2 separate regions of the Sus scrofa genome follow, and region 1 is linked to region 2. Evidence: chromatin contacts called from public HiChIP or PLAC-seq data. All regions are on one chromosome and are shown on one strand. Each heading gives the region's core, a stretch centred on a gene start, on an enhancer-like site or on the middle of the called end of the contact. The rest is flanking DNA. Distances are from core to core; before and after follow the strand shown. Region 1 holds the start of ST8SIA4 (ST8 alpha-N-acetyl-neuraminide alpha-2,8-sialyltransferase 4). Region 2 overlaps FAM174A (membrane protein FAM174A).

Evidence for each region. HiChIP or PLAC-seq counts read pairs in DNA pulled down with a chosen protein or histone mark.
Region 1: an H3K27ac HiChIP or PLAC-seq map of alveolar macrophages shows a contact between it and region 2. The contact joins the promoter of ST8SIA4 here to the enhancer-like site in region 2. A contact is called at or near these places in 1 of 5 promoter capture datasets (liver), 4 of 47 Hi-C or Micro-C datasets (blood, embryonic fibroblasts, fetal skeletal muscle and 1 more) and 2 of 2 datasets of contacts at active chromatin or transcription factors (alveolar macrophages and skeletal muscle).

Annotation. Positions count from the first base shown.
Region 1 is chr2:106,842,284-106,848,066 of Sscrofa11.1, forward strand. ST8SIA4 (ST8 alpha-N-acetyl-neuraminide alpha-2,8-sialyltransferase 4) reads right to left here and starts at 3,523. Exons shown (of 13, transcript NM_001037322.1): 1 at 3,122-3,523. The coding sequence starts at 3,234.
Region 2 is chr2:106,567,504-106,573,612 of Sscrofa11.1, forward strand. FAM174A (membrane protein FAM174A) reads left to right here. Exons shown (of 3, transcript XM_003123804.4): 2 at 816-950. Among named protein-coding and RNA genes, the nearest start is that of FAM174A, 15 kb to the left of the region's middle. Within about 2 kb of position 2,533, at least 6 of the 83 cell types and tissues checked have an H3K27ac peak or open chromatin away from gene starts, as enhancers often do. A contact at or near this core is called in alveolar macrophages, where this site is marked.

The DNA.
Region 1 (5,783 bases), core at 2,273-4,772, 280 kb after region 2:
ACATTATTTCATTACATGAGAATACCCACATATTTTTATCTATAGGTTATCTGAAGGACTCTTAAATTAATACAATTCTAATTATGCCCACACAGAGCCAGTTAAAAATACAGGCCAGTGGTGAGGCAAGTGCCATTCTTTCCATTAAGAAAAAAATATCAGCTATGAATAGACCACTTTATAGCCCCACTGACCTTTGAGTTAAAATTTATTAACCAAACAGATTAGTCAATCTAATTAATAGGTTTGCTTCAAAGGAAATAATTTTAAACGTCCAATAATTACTTGACCTATTACTATTCTCCAGTAATTCTTTATTTAAAAAAAAAACAAAAAAAAAACAAAAAAACATGCCGTTAGTATTCCTCTAGAGAAATGAGATTGTGGATAATTGGTCGGAAAGTTGTGTTGTTCTTTTTTTTTCCTTCCGTGTTGAATGACTGCTCAATGGTGGAGATAAGAACTCTGTTCTACTGACTCTAGCCTGGACCTCCAGTGTTAAATAAGGAGAGAGGTCGCATAGTTGAAGAAACTGCCTGCCTACTGCAAATGGTAGCCAGAAGTTAAATATGAATCTAGGGAGATGCTGTAAGATGCAAGGACTAGGGAAGGCGGCCCCTTAACAGAATCTACTGCCCAGTCACAAGGCACGCAGTGCCCCCCAAAGGTCAGAGACTGCCGGTTACCTCACTGCCGATTACTGGCCTGGGTTCTTGGGGCCAAACTGCCACTCTAGTTTACTCATCTCAAAACAAGCCCCTCCACGTGTGGCTATGGCAGAAAGAGAGTCGCTGAGAAGACGATCGTTTGATGAGTCAATTCCTCCACCAGAAGCACTATTCGGGAGTTGAAACGAAATCATAAACTGGTATTACAAGCTTCTCTCAATGCTTCATCTGAGGGCAGGGGACGGACCAAGTGTCCTCACGTTGCCCCCGGCAGCAGCAACTCCCCAGTCCCAGGCAAGATCCGGCGGTGGCCACAGCAGCCAGGACTCTGCGGGGCACCCAGGGGGCGCGCGACGCCGGCAGCCGCTTCTCCGCCTTGCCCCGCATGGCCGTAATTGCGGGTTTTAATTATGGAGGAGGAGCCCGGTTGCAGACTGAGCAGTAAAAGTTAGTAGGGTTATTATTTGAAAAGGGCCCTGATTCCTGCAATAAAGGCTTCCCCCGTCTCCTCACTCATTCTTCCACCCTGTGGGCCACCTCTCCGGAGCAGGGGGTAGCCCCTCGCGCACCTCTCTTTCTGTTTGATGAACTCTCGCGTCCGCCGCGCGCAATCTCAGAGAAGGAAAAGCTGGTTCAGCCCGAAAAGGGTGCGAGGAACCTAGCCGGGCTAGCCCGATCGCTGCCGCGCCCCGCCTCCTTCCTCCACGCCCGGGGCAGCGCCCACCGGCCGGCTGGCGTCCAGGAAAGGCCACAGAAGAATTGTTACCCAGGAAATGGGGAGCATCCCAGTCTGTTAATTCCCCCGGAGGACTGGGGGTGCGTTCCTCCTCCCGGCCAGCGGTTTAGGGAAGCTCGGCCGCATGTGGCGCCTCCTCTCGCCTCTCTCGTCCCGCCCACTCTCGCTCTCCAGGGTTGCCAGCCAAGGGCCGGAACCTAAGAGTCCTGGCGAGGCTTGGCCGCTTTGTCCTGGCTCGCGCTTATCTTAGGAGCCCACTAGCCCAGAAGGGAACAAAGAACCTCGACCCCCGCGCCCCAACCTCCGCCTCTCCCCCACGCGCCGGATCACCACCTTCCTAAAGACCCCTTTGTCTGCCTGGGAAGCACAGATCTACCGGGTATGCCCACTCCCCCACCCAGAGTCCTTCTTTTCTGACAATCGAGCTAAGCTGAATTCTCAACCCACCCACTCCCTGTGTTAACGACCTCATACAGTTTGGCATTTTCCCTCGAAAATAGACCATTTAGAGATTTGTTGATGCATACCAATCAACCAGCCCATACCGTATTACCTTCTTCATTCTCTTCCAGTCCCTTTCGATTGTCTTAACTTAATCTATAAAATAACAATTTCTTCTGTAAGGATGAGCTAAGAGTCTTGCTCACCTAAATTCTCATTACTCAGGGAGGAGCAGGAATATTAAGAAATGGAGTGCCTGAAGTTTGTGTGTGTGTGTGTGTGTGTGTGTACGCGCACACACGTTTTGGCAGTCCTCTGCCCACCCCCACGCCCCAGAACACAATGGCAAGGGTTCTATCCCCGTTTTCATAAATGTCATCTTTGCCAGCGTGCAGTTTCTGATGGCGATAGCGGACGCCTCGGGATGAGGGAGGATTTCCGAAACAGGACTTTGTACAGAGTTGACAACCGGGTTCACATCCTCAGAAAACGCTTCCAAGCTATGTAAGCAACACAGAGTTACAGCCACCTCCTGGGTAAACTTCAAAGATACAGAGGCCAAAGGGAGGGAGGAAGGAAGTGTGATATTTAGAGAACTTACTGAGGTGGAGGAAGAGTCTGAACTCATCTAGACAAACTAAAGAAAGAGCAGAAATATAGTCTGTGTGAAGCTACAGTTCCCAGTTTCCAAAACTGTAACCATGACGCCCATGCGTTTTACCCACGGAGAGCAAATAAGGAAGTATGGTTGCTTGTGTCGGAGTTTCTAATTCGAATTATGATACACAGATCTACCCAACGCCAAAGAATTGTAAAGAAACAGAGACACATTTCCTGCTTTCTGGGCTTTAATTAACTTCAGCCTTTCAGGAAGCCAGCTTTTTCTAGTTATCTCCCTACCGTGATGGGGCAGGAAAGAAGGAAGGACAATCAGATGGTGAATAAAGACATCTCGATTGAGTTTTGCCTTGGGATTAAAAGGGCAAGGACACCCGTTCTTTGTTGACACTTCTGCAATGACTTGGGCTTATGAGCCCTGGCAGCACCAATACAACCGTCACTATCGCCGCACAGGGCAAGTTGAACTCATACTGGGAACCCACGTAGAGAGCATACACACCTCAACCACAGCCTTTGTTATTTAATTCATGAGACTAAACATTCAGAAGCTGACCCCAACGCACATAATACCCCAACCCTCACTCTATCGTCTATATTCACATTTCATTTATGGCTTGACTTTTTGACATATCCTAAAATGAAGCTTTGCATTTACCCGATGAGTTGCGTCTCCTGGTGCTCCTCAGTTCTTGCTATTTCTTTTGTCTTATAAAAGATCAGGAGCAGACTTATCGTGCAGATCGTCCACCTCTTCCTAATGGAGCGCATCTTGGGTGCCCGGGAAAGTCCTGGTTGCCCCAGCTCCCTCACCTTCTCTTCATATAAAGGCTCCGTTTTGGGGAGATGTAGTCACGGGGAAGGGGAATCTGTAAAACGCGAGGAGAGCGTGGAGCCGGGATCTCAGGGGCAGGTCTCGAGGGTCCTCTGCAGCCCAGCCGAGCTCCCGCTGGTCCTCGAGCAGTGCCCAGCGCACTCCCTCGCGGTTCCCGCCAGCCCTGCCCCGGTCGCTCCGCGCCGCCTCCCTGGGGCTCAGGTTTCTTTTCCGAAGAGACACCTTGTGCATGGGAGGTGGCGGCCGCTTCTGCAGCTGGGTTCGGGGGCGTCACTGGCCCTTCCCTTTTTCTAGCAGGGAAATGATGAGCAAAACCAGCCAATCACGGGACTGAGGGGGCGGAGGCTGCTGCTGCCTTGCGTTGCTGGCTGCTGCTAGGAGAGTAACGTCGCTGGCGCTGTCTGCACTGTGCTGGGAGAGGAAGCTCACAAGCTCACAGTCGTGTGTATACACACACACACACTCGCACGCATCAGGACTCGCATACCGTGGGAAGAGCAGTAGGAGGAAGTCAGGTCGCTCTCTCGGGACACCAAAGCGTTAGCTCTGTGCACAAGGAAGCACCGAGATAGTCCGTCCGCACCAGCGTGGAGAGGATACCTCTGCTGGTGACAGATCAGAGACGCGTCCTGCTCAGATAGAGCTTGGAGTGGGTAGCAAGAGGTGTAGCTTCTTCCACGCGTCTTTGCTAAATATACACACACTCGCACAAACAGGCGCGTGCACACACGCAAATGCGCGCCCTCCCAAGTAGAATGAATGGGGGAGGGAGGGGGGAGGAGTTGGAGAACGTTTTATATTCCGTGCACAGCTTAATCTGGAAAGTACAAATACACACATGAGCGGATTAGTCGATCGCCCACTCGGTGTGGGTGGTGGATGACCACCCGACTCAGAATCTTGCAGGAAACAAGTGATAACAGAGGTGTCATTAGGAACTTTGTGGATATTTATGTGACTCTCATTCATTGCCATTTGGAAACTCCTCACTCAGGAGTCAAGGAAACTCCAACCCTACTTAAACTTCACTGAAGAGAGAGAGGATTCTGAGAAAAGCAGGACCATGTTTTTAAACCCAAGTACACCTATACTCAGGAAGGAAGGAGGGAGGGAAGAAAGAAGGAAAGAAGGAGGAGCAAGCTGTTCTACAAAGTCTCAATGTGTCTTTAATCTGATTCTCACTCTCTTCTTCCCTCTCCTGTTTCTGTTTGCTTAGTTGGTTGGTTTTTATTTTTTACCTCTACTGTATTTAATGGGAGGGACACTTTCCCAGTCTTAGAGTCTTGATCAGAATACCTCTCCATGTCTATGGTCCTCACTCTCCTCACCCAGAGTGCTTGCTGCACTGGGTTGTACCAGTCCTGGTTTGACTTTTACCTCTGAGCTGATGGAGGCACCGCTCAGGAGAAATAATGCCTGGAAGCCAGGAGTTTCCCCCATCAATTTGAGCAGGTCCCAAGTTCTCTGCCTCCCCCTTCCTCACAGAGATTCTCTAAATTACATCACTTGTTCCTTCAGGTTGAGCAGTGTCTGCAGCTGTGGACCCCTGAGGTTTACACCTCCCTGAGCCAGTAATGTAAGGGTGAGGCTCCCTATCAACTCTCTGCTGGAGGGAGAAAAAGGTGGTTATTCTGAGTTTCTAGTCCTTTGACAGCTTAAAATAACAAGGATAATAGCCAAATCCTCTCCTTAAAAACCCAAGATGCCTGGCAATATTTGCCATTCTTCCCCTAAGATTTAGAAAGTGAAGAACCTCTCTGGTCTCCAGCCTCCTATTCGCAGTGGAGCAAATAGGAGGTTGGGTTTAAAATGCTCAAAGGAGCAAGTAATTATGAACCTTTATTGACACTACAAGTGGCCCACCGGGAGCCTTTCGAGTTTATTGATATCTAGGCAAATCCTGCCTGCATTAATGCATATCTATCACACAGACTTCTCAACAGGCAGAAACTCCGAGAATAAAACAGCTTCTTATTTATGTTAAAAGGGACTGGGATGCGGAGGGGGTGGGCAGTACATGGTTAGTATGCTAACTTCTCTAGGTTAACTTTTTATTTTATTTTTTTTTATTTTTGTCTTTTGTCTTTTTAGGGCTGCACCCACAGCATATGGAGGTTCCTAGGCTAGGGGTCAAATCTGACCTGTAGCTGCCGTCCTACGCCACAGCAACAGCAACATAGGATCCAAGCTGTGTCACAACCTACACCACAGCTCACAGCAACGCCAGAACCTTAACCCACTGAGCGAGGCAAGGGATTGAACCAGCATCCTCATGAATCCTAGTCGGGTTCATTAACTGCTGAGCCACAAAGGGAACTCCCCCTTAACTTTTTATTGTTAAGCAGAAAACAAAAACATTCTGGATTTCAGATAAACACTACTCACTGATGATGACTGAATAATATGTATCACCTAATTAAATTTACCCAACATTTTTTAAGCAATTACTGCGGGCCAGTATGTAAGGCTTTGGGAACACAGAAAT
Region 2 (6,109 bases), core at 1,283-3,782:
CTCGTATTGCTCTGTGTTTAGTGCTGTAGTAGTAGTATCCCTTATCATACTTATTACCTCATAGAGTGAATCAGAATTTAGGTAAACCTATTTGTTATTACTTGCTGAAGTATCTTCTATTTTGTTTTTAAATCCCCGTAGATACTTGTATAAAACATATTTTTCTGTGTGTTGCATTGGAGGCAAATGAGGCATTGATATCAGGGTCAGTTAGGATCACTGAAATAGAATGTGATGTCACTTGGGTACATCTTCATCAGACTGTGTGCTACCAAGTAGTAATACGGTGAACAAGACACACAGGGTTTTTCTCCTCATGGAACTTAGTGGGAGAGACAGGAAAATGTGAACACTCAAATGAACATATACATAATACATATAAGTGCTGACTGGGTAAATTATATGAAGGAAAAGAACAAGTTACTTGAGAGAGAAAAAGATAGGGCTCTAAATCATGAGACACCTTGATAGATATACAGATTAACAATTAAGGGTGGAATAGAAGGCTTCAGTAAAAATATGGTATCAGAACTAAGACTTTAGGGGTTATCTGTCAATATTATAAGCTGACAGAGAAGAAAGTATGTCAAATAGAAGAAATGATGATGGCACACAAACTTAAAGGAGTTAGTTTTATTTAATAAATAATCCTAGGTGGTAAATCTGTTACATTTCTAAAATGGAACTATTATGACATTGAATGTTTCTGATGTCAGAAAGAGGGATAATTTATTTTTACTTTATGAATAAATATAAAATAAAGATAATCTATACCATGCAATAATTTTTATTCATTAATATGTTCTGTTTACTAGAATGAGAAGAAGAAACCGAAAGACTAGGAGATATGGAGTTCTGGACACTAACATAGAAAACATGGAATTGACACCTTTAGAACAAGATGATGAGGATGATGATAACACACTGTTTGATGCCAATCATCCTCGAAGGTAAGGGTTAAGCAATTTAATTCCATAAATCAGGAGGGAATTTGACAAGTAAATTGAAAAAATAAAGTAGAATTTCATTCAACAATTTTTATCCTAAACTATTTTATTCATTCTGTTTAATGAAGTTCTTTGTGCTACGCAACCAATAGCTCCCATTTGCATTGTTTTCCTAAAATAGATATAAAGAATAGAATATCACACCCCCAAAAAATCTTTATTGTAGATCTTGCAGAGCTTTGTCCTTTTAACTGCTACATACTGATAATATGTATTAACTGTGTGTGTGTGAGAGAGAGAGAAAAAGAAATATTAGAAAATTTGATTTTCTTTTCGCATTCTGAAAATATTTTGATTTTAGTCTGGGTTATTCTGTTTGTACATGGTGTTTACAAATTGTGACAAAATTGTGCAACTAATAGTCTGTGTTGTGATAGTGTGGCCATAAAGTCTATTCTCAGATCTGTTCTCACTGAGTGTTAAGATCTTTCCTAAGAGATTTGAATAAACAAAACTACATAGATATAGACTTATTTCATTGCAAATGGAATGAGAAAAGGAGGAAATATTCTACTCAATAGGAAAAGATTCCACTCTATGTTTTAAAAGAGGAGGACTTATTTGGGTGAAGCAAAACTGCAGTCCAGAATCAGGTATAAATACACAGAGCACAGAAATATGGGGGTTAAGAAAGCTCAACAAAAATCAGACTATTAAATTGTATGACAGATAGAGGCTTTTAGTTGCTGGTAATTCAGTCATGAAATGTGAATTGTGCAGTTAAAATAATATTAGAAACTAGACATATAATCATGAAGAAAACAGCTATATTTGTTCATTAGGGATTTAGTCTGCTAATGAAAATAAACATGAATAAAATTCATTAGAATGTATTTATTTAGAAAATTCTAAATTTTTTTAGAACATTAAAATATACCCCCTAAAAGCCCTTAAATTTTCTACTAAGTATTGTACAATCTCCACTGAGTCTAATATTGTCAGGTGTTAACTGCTTCTTTAGATGTGACCAGATGAGGTTGCTGGCATGCATTTAGTAGCCACTGTGTGTAATACTTATCTTTACACACTAGAATGAAAGTAAGAATAATTGTAACAATTGGGAACTGACACTGACTGAAGGAATAACTGGTCATTTCTCTCATCTCAGGCTCGTCCTACAGAAGGTGCTCATTGAATGGCATAGGGGGTGGAGCCTCACATTTTATACAATTATTTTCTTTTAATTTTCTGTAAAGTTTTTATAGTATTGAAAAGTGTCATATCTGTAGTTTTTTAAAAGCTAAATGTGGGAGTTCCCATCATGGCTCAGCAGTAATGAACCCAACTAGTAACAATGAGGATCCTGGTTAAGGATCCAGTGTTGCCGTGAGCTGTGGTGTAGGCCAGCGGCTACAGCTCCAATTTGAACCCTAGCCTGAGAATTTCCATATGCCACAGATGTGGGCCTAAAACAACAAAAATATATAAATAAATAAAAGTAAAAAGCTAGATGCATATGAGGTCCCTCTTCTACACAGAAAAGGAGACCAAAAAGGAAGTTGTTGACTTAGGAAATTGAGTTGTTTCCAAAGAGGAACTGAATCTGGACCCCATTTCATCTACTTCAAGTATGCTCGACCAAAGACAAAGGTTGCTATGTCAGTAGAAACTACTCAGAGTTTAGTAGTTGTAAAGATGGTAGTTTGTTGAGGGAATATGAGCAGCAGAATGTCTGGAATGCAGCCTGTTGTGTGTGCATGTATATTTATATACGCAAGTCACTGTACACGAGGGTCAGCTGTGTCAAGTCACAGAGATGTTCAAGGTTCATTTGTTTGGCTTGTTGTTGTTTGTTTGTTGTTGTTTTGAGGGAAATATAAAAGTTATATAATCTTTCAAAGAGTTTGGTACTACCTTGCTGTAATTAGATAACTAGTGATGGTATTTGATTGGAATGAATGTAATCAGATAATCAGATCTGTGTTGTAGAAGGATACCTTTTATAGTTATGGGACAAGTGGCCTAAGAGAGATGAACAGGGACAGAACTAGGGAAGGTAGGAGAGGATAGAGAAGGGGGGGACAATTACCATGAGATAGAATTACCTGTAGCCATCTTTTATTTGTATCCTGTCTCATCAGACCTTTGTCTCATACTTATCCCTCTCTTATTCCCTGCTTTTCATGAATCTTGCATTTCTTTAGGAGCTAAACATTAATCAAAGTTATCTAAACAGAGAACAAATAAAAATAGGGTGGGATGAGAACATACAGTTGGGGCACAAGATGCTTAATTGGAAATGGATGGTTCCAAAAAGCCTACTGGAAGCAACATGTAAATTGAGACTTAACACATGACTAAAAATTAGCTAAATGAAAGGTGGAAATAGGGGTGGGAGTTACAGATCTGGAGACACCGAGTACCAGAAGAAAAAGAAAATATAGTGTATTGCAAACACTAAACGACGTTAAATAGATATTAATTATTATATTAATATGTGTGATATAAATGGGTGAATGAATGATTTTTGAACTTTTAATGCCAAAGGGGGAATTATGGGTAAGGCTAAACATAGAATCAGAAGCCAAATTGTGATCCATGTTAATCAGTTAGAAATTATTTGACCGGTTACAAAAAGCCACTTGGATATTTTTAAGGCAAATAATCAAAGCTGTGTTTTGAAGATTAATGTGCATAAATTGGAGGAGAGTAAGATAAGGAGGAAGACTGGGAAGACCAGTTAGATGATGCACCTCCATGGGATGGCCTGTACTAGGTGACAGGAAGAGAAATAGACAGGAGTAGATTATTCAAAAGACTTTGAAAGCTATTACCACGAGATTTAGGTATTATGTTTGGAAGATGAAAAAGAGAGAGATAGCAACATTCTACATCTATTTACCCCAAGCTCCCAGTCCCTCCCACTCCCTCCCTTTCCCCCTTGGCTGGGATCCTGCTGTGTAGCACTGGGAACTCTGTGTAGTCACTTATGATGGAACATGTAATGTGAGAAAAAAGAATGTATACATATAAGTGTAACTGGGTTTTACCATGCTGTACAGTAGAAAATACATATGTATTTTATATAAATGATAAAAAAAATTAAATAGTAAATTAAGAAAAACTAAACTATAAAAAAAAGAGAGAGAAATGGTAATCACAACAGAGAAGCAAGTCTCGGGGTGAAGATGATGATGATTATCAGTGATACTGATAATCAAATCATCTTGCGTTTTTTAGTATTACACCATTTACTAAAAAAAAAATCTTAGAACAAACTTTAACATACTATTGTCAAAATAAAGTAGGGAGAACTGCCAGTTGTTACCTGAACTTACCTATTCATTCATTCATTCATCCAATAATTGAATGATGAGGTAGCTGATTTATATAGCAACTATTTAATGCCTGGCACTGGCCTGTGTGCTTGGGACACATTAAAGCAACAGAAACAAAAAGTTAAAAAAAATAATCCTGAGATTGAGGGGTTGATGGTTCATTTTCATTTTCACTTTCACTTTTCCTTCTATTTATCTCTGTTGTTTGATTTTTTTTCTTCAAAGAGCATATATTCATGTGTTACTTAAAAAACCTTTTTGGAAATAATTTCAAATGTGCAGAAAAGTTACAGGAATAAAAATAGTAGTATAAAGGATATCCCAAAGTTTTTATCTAAAATTACCCGTCTTTAACATTTTATTTGTTCTCTTGTGTTCTCTGTTTGCCTCTCATAATACAGATACAGAAGAATGCATTCCTCACATTTTATGTTTAAGTGATGTTCTGATATTTCCTCACAATTACATTCAGGGTATGGCAGAAATTCTACATAGATCTTTCTACATCCTTCTCAGGATATTGTATCTGGAGACACATGGTGTCCATCTGGCCTTCATTAGCAGAGGTGATTGTGATACACCACTTTAAAGTTTTGTCTAATTTCTCCAGTATGGCCTGGTTTTTTTTCTCCCTTTGGAAGTAACAAAGAGGTTTTTTAATCATGAAAATATTCTGCTTCTTATCAAAATTTCCCCCTAGGTTTAATTCCCAGTTGTCATGATTCTTGCCTTCACTATATTAGTTACAAAATAAAGATTTTCCAGCTTCAGCGTTTCCTCCTTATTTATCAGTTAGCATTGACACTGTTCTGTAAGCAAGAGCTTACCCTCATTTCTTCTTTTTCCCTCTCTCTCTCTTTCTCCACTTATTGGCAATATTGAATCATGATTTTCTCTTTTTTCAAAGGTTTATAGTTCACTGATGTACCTGCCAGTGGGAGCCTCTTAAAGCTGGTTTCTGTGCCCTTGTGACTTGCTCCCAACAACATACTTGCACCCAACAACATCAACACCTCTGCCTATTTGCTCAAACTTATAATAAAACTAATAGAGTCTTAGAACCACTTTGCCTATAGCACTACAATAAACAAACCTACTAAGAAGAGTTTGGAATTTGTTTGCAGTTTTCTCCTCACAACCTCATCAAGCCTGAGACTGAGGGTAGTCAGGTATTTCAAGTGATTTGGCTTTGTTCTTTTTTTCCCCCTCTCTTCAGTGTCATTATAGTAGTCATTTGAAATATAATTTAAGTTGTTTGCTTGCTTCTATTTTAAATTTCTTTTGCTCTTCCAATTTTTATTGTTTGTTTTTAATATGAAGAACACTAACATGATTCCAAAAGTAAAAATTATACCAACAAATTTTTTAAATATATGCTCACTCTGATACACTCAGAGAAGTATCTCTTTTCTCTCCCTTCCACTCCATTCTTCCCACTCAACCCACTATAGATAATCAATTTCATTATTTTCTGGTATATCCCTCTTTGGTTCTTTTGATAAAAGTTGGTTTAAATATGTATGTCTTATTCTCTCTTCTTTTTTTTTTTTTTTTTTTTGTCCACACCTACAACCCATGGAAGTTTCCGGGCCAGGGATCAAACCTGCCCCAGAGCAGTGGCCCAGGCCACTACAGTGACACCTAATCCTTAACCCTCTACAACACAGAAGAATTCCTATTTCTCTTCTTTCTTACACAAGAGGTAGCAAATCATGTATACTCTTTCATATTTTTTGGTGCACCTAACAGTATCTCCTGGAAGTCATGCTATGTAAGGTTTTTTTTTTTTCAAGGTCTATGTGCACAGGGCTATCTTTTTCCAAC